Linked DNA regions of Mus musculus: region 1 is linked to region 2. Evidence: chromatin contacts called from public Hi-C data. All regions are on one chromosome and are shown on one strand. The core of a region is the stretch at or near the end of the contact, and the rest is flanking DNA. Distances in the headings are between cores, read along the strand shown.

What was found. A called contact is a pair of places that touch in the nucleus more often than the background predicts.
Region 1: a Hi-C map of Th2 cells shows a contact between it and region 2, with 1.4 times the contacts expected there. The contact joins two enhancer-like sites. A contact is called at or near these places in 9 of 39 promoter capture datasets (the 3T3-L1 cell line, 3T3-L1-derived adipocytes, the HPC-7 cell line and 5 more), 30 of 484 Hi-C or Micro-C datasets (the AtT-20 cell line, B cells, CD4 T cells and 20 more), 17 of 115 datasets of contacts at active chromatin or transcription factors (the SCID.adh cell line, acute myeloid leukemia, bone marrow-derived dendritic cells and 3 more) and 3 of 9 other capture datasets (adipose tissue, embryonic stem cells and liver).

The regions. Positions count from the first base shown.
Region 1 is chr3:137,908,532-137,912,362 of GRCm38.p6, forward strand. It overlaps Dnajb14 (DnaJ heat shock protein family (Hsp40) member B14), which reads left to right. Exons shown (of 8, transcript NM_001033155.1): 8 at 1-400. Among named protein-coding and RNA genes, the nearest start is that of Lamtor3, 8.1 kb to the right of the region's middle. Within about 2 kb of position 2,165, at least 13 of the 459 cell types and tissues checked have an H3K27ac peak or open chromatin away from gene starts, as enhancers often do. A contact at or near this core is called in CD8 T cells and Th2 cells, where this site is marked.
Region 2 is chr3:137,793,353-137,797,678 of GRCm38.p6, forward strand. It overlaps Gm31678 (a long non-coding RNA gene), which reads right to left. Exons shown (of 3, transcript XR_376121.2): 2 at 3,555-3,689; 3 at 1,917-2,048. Among named protein-coding and RNA genes, the nearest start is that of Gm31678, 7.1 kb to the right of the region's middle. Within about 2 kb of position 2,814, at least 12 of the 459 cell types and tissues checked have an H3K27ac peak or open chromatin away from gene starts, as enhancers often do. A contact at or near this core is called in CD8 T cells and Th2 cells, where this site is marked.

The DNA of each region.
Region 1 (3,831 bases), core at 915-3,414, 110 kb after region 2:
AAGCTGAAGAAGATTTGATTAAAGACTAAGCTGAGTAGTTGATTCCTGAAATCTTGGACTGTTAATGACCTACTGGCTCATTTCAATAGTAAGAACTGAAAACTAAATATTTTAGTATGCTTCTGCAATTACTTTAACTTTAAAATCTTATATGATTCCTTACAAAGTCTGGAGAGGATTATCACACCGGTAGCAGTTGCCAGCTTTGTGATTCTCCATTGTTCCTTTGCCATGTAAATATTTCTAGGATGATTTTGTACACATGCGAGCGCTTGCCTTTTATTTAAATTATTTTAGTGTTTAGCTCCATGAGACACTAGGTTCGGGCCGATGGAATGGACACAGTCACATTTCCCATTAGGTGTTTGCGTGTGTGGAGTTTAAACAATGAACATTTTTCAAAAAGAAAAAAACAAAACTTTATGTAAAATCTTATATCAGTGTAGAAGGAATTGACATTTTAAATATTGTTCTTATATTCCAGAATCTGTACTGACATAAGTGAACTGGTGTTTACTCTCAGTGTGCTCTTTAGTTTTATGAATGCTAAGCCATACATAGGAATGAATTGCTATAAGATAGACTTTAAAGAAAATATGATGATAAATATTATGCTAAGTGAGTTTTCAATGGTAAGTTGCAGTGATGCCATTCACAATTCCAGTAATTAAAAGTTAGCCCCAGCCGGGCAGTGGTGGCGCACGCCTTTAATCCCAGCACTCGGGAGGCAGAGGCAGGCAGATTTCTGAGTTCAAGGCCAGCCTGGTCTACAAAGTGAGTTCCAGGACAACCAGGGCTATACAGAGAAACCCTGTCTCGAGAAAAACCAAAACCTAAAACAAAACAAAAGTTAGCCCCAAATGTTCATTTATGTGTCTTTCAAGGCTACTGAAGCTTATGAAACAAAAGATGAACTTTCTTCCTATGGAAATTCAGTTTCATGGAGATAACTGAAGCAGGACCCCAAAGCAAATGGATTCTTCTACAAATAAGTAATAAGAACAAAATGACCACTAACACCGGGCTTTGTGCCTTTCTGACTGCAGCTGGCTTACTTCACAGCATGGTGTGTTGGGCCACAGTAGCCCTGTGCAGAGATAGAGCAGCAGCTAGAGCAGTGATTGACAGCTAGCAGCTAGAGCAGTGATTGACAGCTAGCAGCTAGAGCGGTGATTGACAGCAAGCAGCTAGAGTGGTGATTGACAGCAAGCAGCTAGAGTGGTGATTGACAGCAAGCTGCTAGAGTGGTGATTGACAGCAAGCAGCTAGAGTGGTGATTGACAGCAAGCAGCTAGAGCGGTGATTGACAGCAAGCTATTAGAGCATGCTGCGCTCCACCAACCAGGCCACTCATCAGGTCTTTAGAATAAGCTCTTTGTAGCGAAATCTGTAATGTAAAGTGGGAAAATACAGCGGGGACTTGAAGCTTTGCTGCTCATTGAGTTTGATGTAATTTCTGGTCTTGTATGTTTAATGATAGTATTGGCTTAAGGGTTTTGCTTCATACAGTTAAAGAATTACAAAATGTTTTTGGTATTTTTTTTCATATCTCCTGTCCCCAACCCCTTGCTTAAAAATAAGAATGTCAGACAGAGTGGCTTTGTGCCTTTGCTTAAGGATTTTTCCCTAAATATTATTGATTTGTGTCATCTGTTGAACTCAAGCGGTCTCTTGCGTTCTGCCATCAGACTCTTCAGTAGAAAAACCTGATTATAATAGTGGGTTGAATTATACACATTGCCCTTGGGGTCTGGAGAACTCAACCATCCTTCTGGAAACATGACCTTTAGAACTAGGAGAGCTACAAAGAACCTAAAAGTTCACTTTAATTTTTCACATAATACATCATGCGAAACTTTTAAAATGCTATATATCTACTCAACTTTAGTGAAAACCTTTCCCTGACAATTTACATATTTTTGTTACTCCCTAAAGTAGAATCTTGAGAGGAATAACTTCAAAGGACCACGTTCCACAGCAGGGACTTCCTTCCTCTCCACGGTGTCTGTCACTTTTGGCTGCCTCTAGCACAGGTTCTGTTGTGTGCTTTCACAAGGGTGGAGGGCTCGATGTAAAATCACTGCTCTTTGCTTAGAATAAACCTGCGGCTGAGTTTCACATTAGCGTCACGCTCACAGGTCCGGGGCACTCCTGGCCTCATTCTCAGAGCCTTCTGATCTGTTGTGCTTCCTTCAGCAAACTTCCTGTCTAACCGTTAGCCTAAAGCAGTGCTGCTTAGTCCATGTAAATGGTTTTCCTAAGGTTGCGTGCCTCTGAACACAGCTCGTTGTGGTTTTCAACTCTGTCATTAGAATCTCCTCCCTCAACTGTCATTTCACTGTCCACTTTGCAGATTTCTGAATCCCATCAAGCCAGTATTCTTCTTTTGATTTGTTTGTATCTTCGTCACCTGCTGATCATGTTCCCTGGTACAAGATGATGAGGCTTGGAGCTTCTCCTAGTATCCTCTGGTCCTCCAGGAGACCGACATGCTGCTTCTATGGTGGTTTTAGTGTGTGCTCATGGTATCTTTGTTGTCATCATTGTTTTAATATTGAGTCCAGGGTCTCACTGTGTAGCTCTGGCTGGCTCCAACTCTCAATGGAGACCTGGCTGGCCTGGATCTCACAGCGATTGGCTTGCCCTCCATCCTACCCCGACTCCCCACCCCCACCCATGCTGGGTTTATTGGCTCCCACACCTGGTAATACTATTTTCATTCATAGGAACACATAAGTTTCTATTTGCCATTCAGATCGTGGATCTCATGTTTAACCTACCCATTGAAATACGTATTTCTAATTCTCTAGTTTTTAAGGGTCTGTGGCAACTAAATTCTCCAGTTTCTTGCTCACCTAAGTCCTTTGCTCTTCTTCTCAAGAAGAGCTTCTCAAGTCCAGTGCACTTCATTTAGGTCTTGGTTTTTCAACTGTAGGTGTAAAGAATGCTGCTTTGTACAGTCTGCTTCAACTCGGCAACTCTCCATGGTTTCCCTTCATCCGCAGCCGGGATGGCTGGGGTCCTCTCCACTGGCTTAGCTCTTCCTCTTGCTCTTTGAGCATGGCCTTTAACCCAGGTCATTTAACCTCAAGGTTCTGCGATTCAGTTGCTCAGCCATTCCTGCAATTCTTGCAACTGTTCGAAATGGTTTTATTTTATTTATTCTTATGTTTGTAGTGCGTGCGTGCGTGTGTGTGTGTGTGTGTGTGTGTGTGTGTGTGCGTGTGCGCGCGCGCGCGCGCGTGCATGTGCCATGAAGCACATGTAGAGGTCAGAGAACACCTTGCAGGCATTAGTTCTCTTTTTATACCTTGTTCAGTTCTGTGGATTGAACTCAAGTTGTCAGACTTACGCAGGAAGTGTTTTACCACTGAGCCATCTCACCACCCCGCAGATTGCTGTGTGGCTTCTAACTTCAGACAGACTTTTGCTCTTCACTATAAAAATATAGCTCTTTCTCCCTGGTGACTACGTGCCATTTTTTTCATTTTCTTCTCTTCTATTTTTAAATGTGTTTTATTAGCACACATTAATTATATAGGGCAGTGGGTTTCATCGTGACATTTTCATACGCGCATATAATACATTTTGTCATCTTCACCCCTGTGACGCTTTCCTGTTCCCCTCCTACTTCACTCGTTCGCTTCCTCTTCCCAGTCCGTCCCTCTTCTCTTTTCAAGTCTTCTTGTTGTAGTTGAGGGTGATGGTGATGATGATATTGTTGTTGATGATGATGATAGTGGTGGTGATGATGATGATAACCCAAAGACTTTTTACTATGGTTGAATGTAGGGACATAGGTCAGGGTTATTTACAGGAACATAGGCACCA
Region 2 (4,326 bases), core at 1,564-4,063:
GGTAGAACCCAGGTCTCCTTGCATGCTAGGCAAGTACTCTACCAATTGTTATATCCCTAGCCCTATTCTTTAACCTTTGTAATTCACCCTCATGTGGTGTGTGTGTGTGTGTGTGTGTGTGTGTGTGTGTGTGGCACATACCACTGCCATCCAGAAAAGGTCAAAAGACAACTCTCAGAAATTGTTTCTCTTCTTCCACCTTGTGAGATGGAACTCAGGCCACCAGGTCTATGTGCAAACTCCTCTACCTACTACTGAACTACCTCACTGGCCACAGTGTTCTTTTTAGGAAAAACAAAGAAAAACTGTAAACTGGGATGGCCTCTGTGGTCCCAGTAACCTGAAGACTGAAGTAAGAGAATTCTCACAAGCTCAAGGGCAGTGTGGGCTACAGAGTGAGACCTTGTTTCAACACCCAGGCAACCAAGCTATGAAGCGTACTGTGCAGGAACACAGCAGTGTGGCAGTTTGACAGAATAGAGGACTATGAAGGCTCTAGGAAACTGGGGATTTCCTACTGACAGTGCTCTGTAAGCCCTTGCTGGTCTGCATTTAATCGCAATGCAGTTGTAGCTGCAAACTTCAATTCAGACAGGCATTAATTACATCTCTGTGGCCTGAGTGCTAAGCACCAGCAGTGGTCTGGTGTACTATGATCAAGTACCAACAGTGGTCTGGTGTACTGTGATCAAGTACCAGCAGTGGTCTGGTGTACTGTGATCAAGTACCAGCAGTGGTCTGGTGTACTGTGACCAAGTACCAGCAGTGGCCTGGTGTACTGTGATCAAGTACCAGAGGTCAAAGCAGAGGGAGTGAATGGGAAAGGGGACAAACTTCCATTTTTTTCTGCCTAAAAGGCAGGGGGTTTTTTTTTGTTTGTTTGTTTTGTTTTGTTTTTTTGTTCTTATTTTTGTTTTTACAATACATGCATGGTACATAACAGCACTAAGAATAAAGCCACTTTTCTGAACCCAGAAAGGATGAGAAGGGCCTTCTAGGACAACGCTGCACAGCCCATAATTCTTCTTGAACAAAACTGAACACATTCAGTCACTACTTGATTTTAATTTAGTCTCTGTTGCCAAGGAAACATCAATATCTGAGTATATCCAAGGGAAATCTTTCTTCTTTCGTGATTTTGAAGGAATTGTTTATTGAGGGAACAGCGACTGAGTTTATTCAGTAGACAGCCTTAGCACCAGTCTCTGGGTGAATCTGCTGGGTCTTCTTGTGCCTCGGTTTCCTTAACAGATAAAGTAACATGATTTTCTTACTGTAGTGCAAAGTAAATGATTAATACTGGGCCTGCTCCCTTTAACGGGTGTATGGCTTGACATCTCACTGGACAGGTCAGGAACCTGTAGATTTTAAGGAACCTCCTGATTCTGACTAATTCCCGGGAAAGGAAGGCAACAAAAGAGTCCCTGTTTACCAGTGTCACGTTGTCACATGTATGTCACGTGGCACGTTCCATGTTGTAATCCCAGGCAAAGGGAGGAGAAGCTTAAGGGCAGCCTTGCCTATGGAGACCCCTTTCTCATCAGCAAAAAGGAACTCCGTTTTCTCCTTCAGCAACGCAAACACTGCTGCTGAAATAAACTGAGGAAACCTGAGCTACAGAAAGATTCTTTTTTCCAGTTATACAATCATAATTTTTGTCTGCCCCTAATTTATTTATTTATTTTATTTATTCTTTACATCACAATCACAGCCGCCCCACCCCCCATCCCCTGCATCTCTCCTCCCAGTCAGCAAGATGAGTAAAGGCATTGGTGGCTATGACTGATCACCCAAGTTCAATCCCTGCAACTCACAGGATAGAAGCAGGGAATTACCTCCTGCAAGCTGTTCTCTGACCTCCATACAAATGCTGCGGCATTAAAGCACACACGCGTGCACATGCACACACACCGCGAATACAAAATATTTAATAAAATATATAATTCAACTTTTTTCTGTTTCATGATACTTCAAAACTTCCAGCAAAGGAGAACCACAGCTGAGGCCAGCAACCGAATCCTCTGTGTCCTCAGTCATCGGGGACATGGCTGCAAACAAGAGCAAAGTCAGATTACATGTGACATTGCACAGGTACAGTTCCAGCATTCAGGAGGTAAAGGCAGGATCGTCAGAAGTTTAAGGCCATCCTCAGCCAGGGAGAGAGTTTATGAGAGCCAGATGCCTCTGCAGTTGAAAACCTACACTGGTCTTCCAGAGGACCAGAATTCAGTTTCCAGTAACCATGTCAGGTCGCTTACAACCACCTGTAACTCCAACTCCAGGGCATCCAGAGCCCTCTTCTGACTTCCCTGGCAAGCACACACATTGTGGCATGCACTCACACATGGTCATGCATGCACATACACATATACATAACTCACTAGAGTTAATTTCGTATAACATTGTAGGGCTATAGGCAATGTTAGGAAGACTTACATTAATTTTCTTAAACATATTTCCGTCAACGTTTAGGATTATAATATCTAGAGCACATTTGAAACCTCTTCCTCTCCTCCACCCACCCACATACTTCTTTCATTATTACTTTGTGGTAGTTGTGGAGCATGCTCAGATCTTGGTGAGACCTGAGTTCAAGCTCAGGTCGTTAGATTCTCCCCCCGCTGTGCCACTTTGGCCCCAGTATTTTTGATGCAGAGTACAAAATAACAGCCTACAGCTTGGCCACATCTCTGATGCTATGGCTATGTCAAACACTGGGTGTTCTGAATTTTCTAGAACACATGCCAACCATGAGACGGCTATGGGCAAAAGTATGAGTCAGGTATAGATCATGAATTGCCATGGTGACCTTAGTGAGGGTGAGGCCATGACTACCAACTAGAGGTACAGTGGTGTTTCACGGATAAAGGGGGTAAGGAAATGAATGTGCCTGATAAACTCAAATTAGATGTACTCCCAGCCAACTTCCCACATGCAGCCTTTCGCTGACAGTTGATTGGAGAACAAACAGGACTGGGAAGAAGTCAAAAACCGAGAACGATCCCAGCCAACTGGAACCAAAATACCTTATTTTGAGTGTGCTTGCAAAGGCCCTTTGCTTGTGAGAATTGAATGTCAGTAAAGTTTAAACTTGATCTATTTACCTTCCTGTGAGTCTGCCTCTGATTAAAAGTGACTGCTTTCTCATGCCAGACAACTTTCACATAACCACTTTCGGCATGATGCCTTCATGTGAAAGACGGTACTGTGTTTTTTAAGCCTTGGCTGGCACAGGCAAGTGTGTTCTCCTGCAGCCTGGAGAGAACAGAATGAGTTTAGGGCAGAGAAAGAGCAAGAGAACTTTCTCTGCTTTCTTTGGCACGGGAGTTTGTATAGAAGGGATGAGGCTAGCTCAATAGAAGAGTGGTTGTCTAGCAGGAGAGAGGTTTTGCAGTCCATCTCCAGCATTGCCAGAGAAAGTAAAAGAACACTCTTAGATACCCAAGTCTCGTGGAGAATAAAACATGCTGTGTCATACTTGCCAGCAGTGAACTGAACCCTGAACTAAGAATCTACAAGGTAGACTCATTAGGTCATTTGCATAAGTCGGTTACCAAAGATTTGCTTTGCAAGGCATTGGCAGACAGGTCTTGATGACAAAAAGGATTGAAGCATCAGAACAACAAGATGGGAAGCCGGGGAACATCCAACTGGATGCAGAGTCGCAACCACCATGGTCCTACAGGAGCCTGGAGGAAAGGACAAGGACGATGAGTAGCAATAGAGCCTGGGATGCCTCCAAACCAACCAAACACGCAATAGCTCTTTCTCACCCTCTTGCTCTCTGGTTGTCTTGCCTCCCTCCCACTTTAAATCTGTTTCTAGCTATAGTAGAAAAGGAAAAGGCGAGGAAAAGCTTCAGAAATAGCAGGACCCAAATCCATGACACTCTGGCACTGAACGGAGAGTTCTTTTTCAATCCTAATGCACTGGAGAGTCATGGCCACATTTGGTACCCACGTATTATCTCCTGAAAGCCAAAGGTCAAAGGCCCAGGCTGGAAATGTAGCTCAACTGGTAGAGTAACTATCTAACATGTAAGAAGCCCTGGGTTCAGTCCCTAGCATTTCATAAAACTAAGTCCACCTGTGATCCCAGAACTCAGTAGGTGGATTCAGGAGAAGGTCATCCCCACTATACAGTGAGCTGAGTTGAAAGCCATCCTGTGATACATGAGACCCTGTCTCAAAGCAAAAGAAAACAAAGCCAAAGTGAAGGCCTGTCATAGATGAGCCTCTTTGTAGTCTAACTGTGCATATGCTTTCAATTACTTCAATTGTTTGATTGCTTCATTTAAGCAATAAGAACTGATAGAAAAGATTTTTA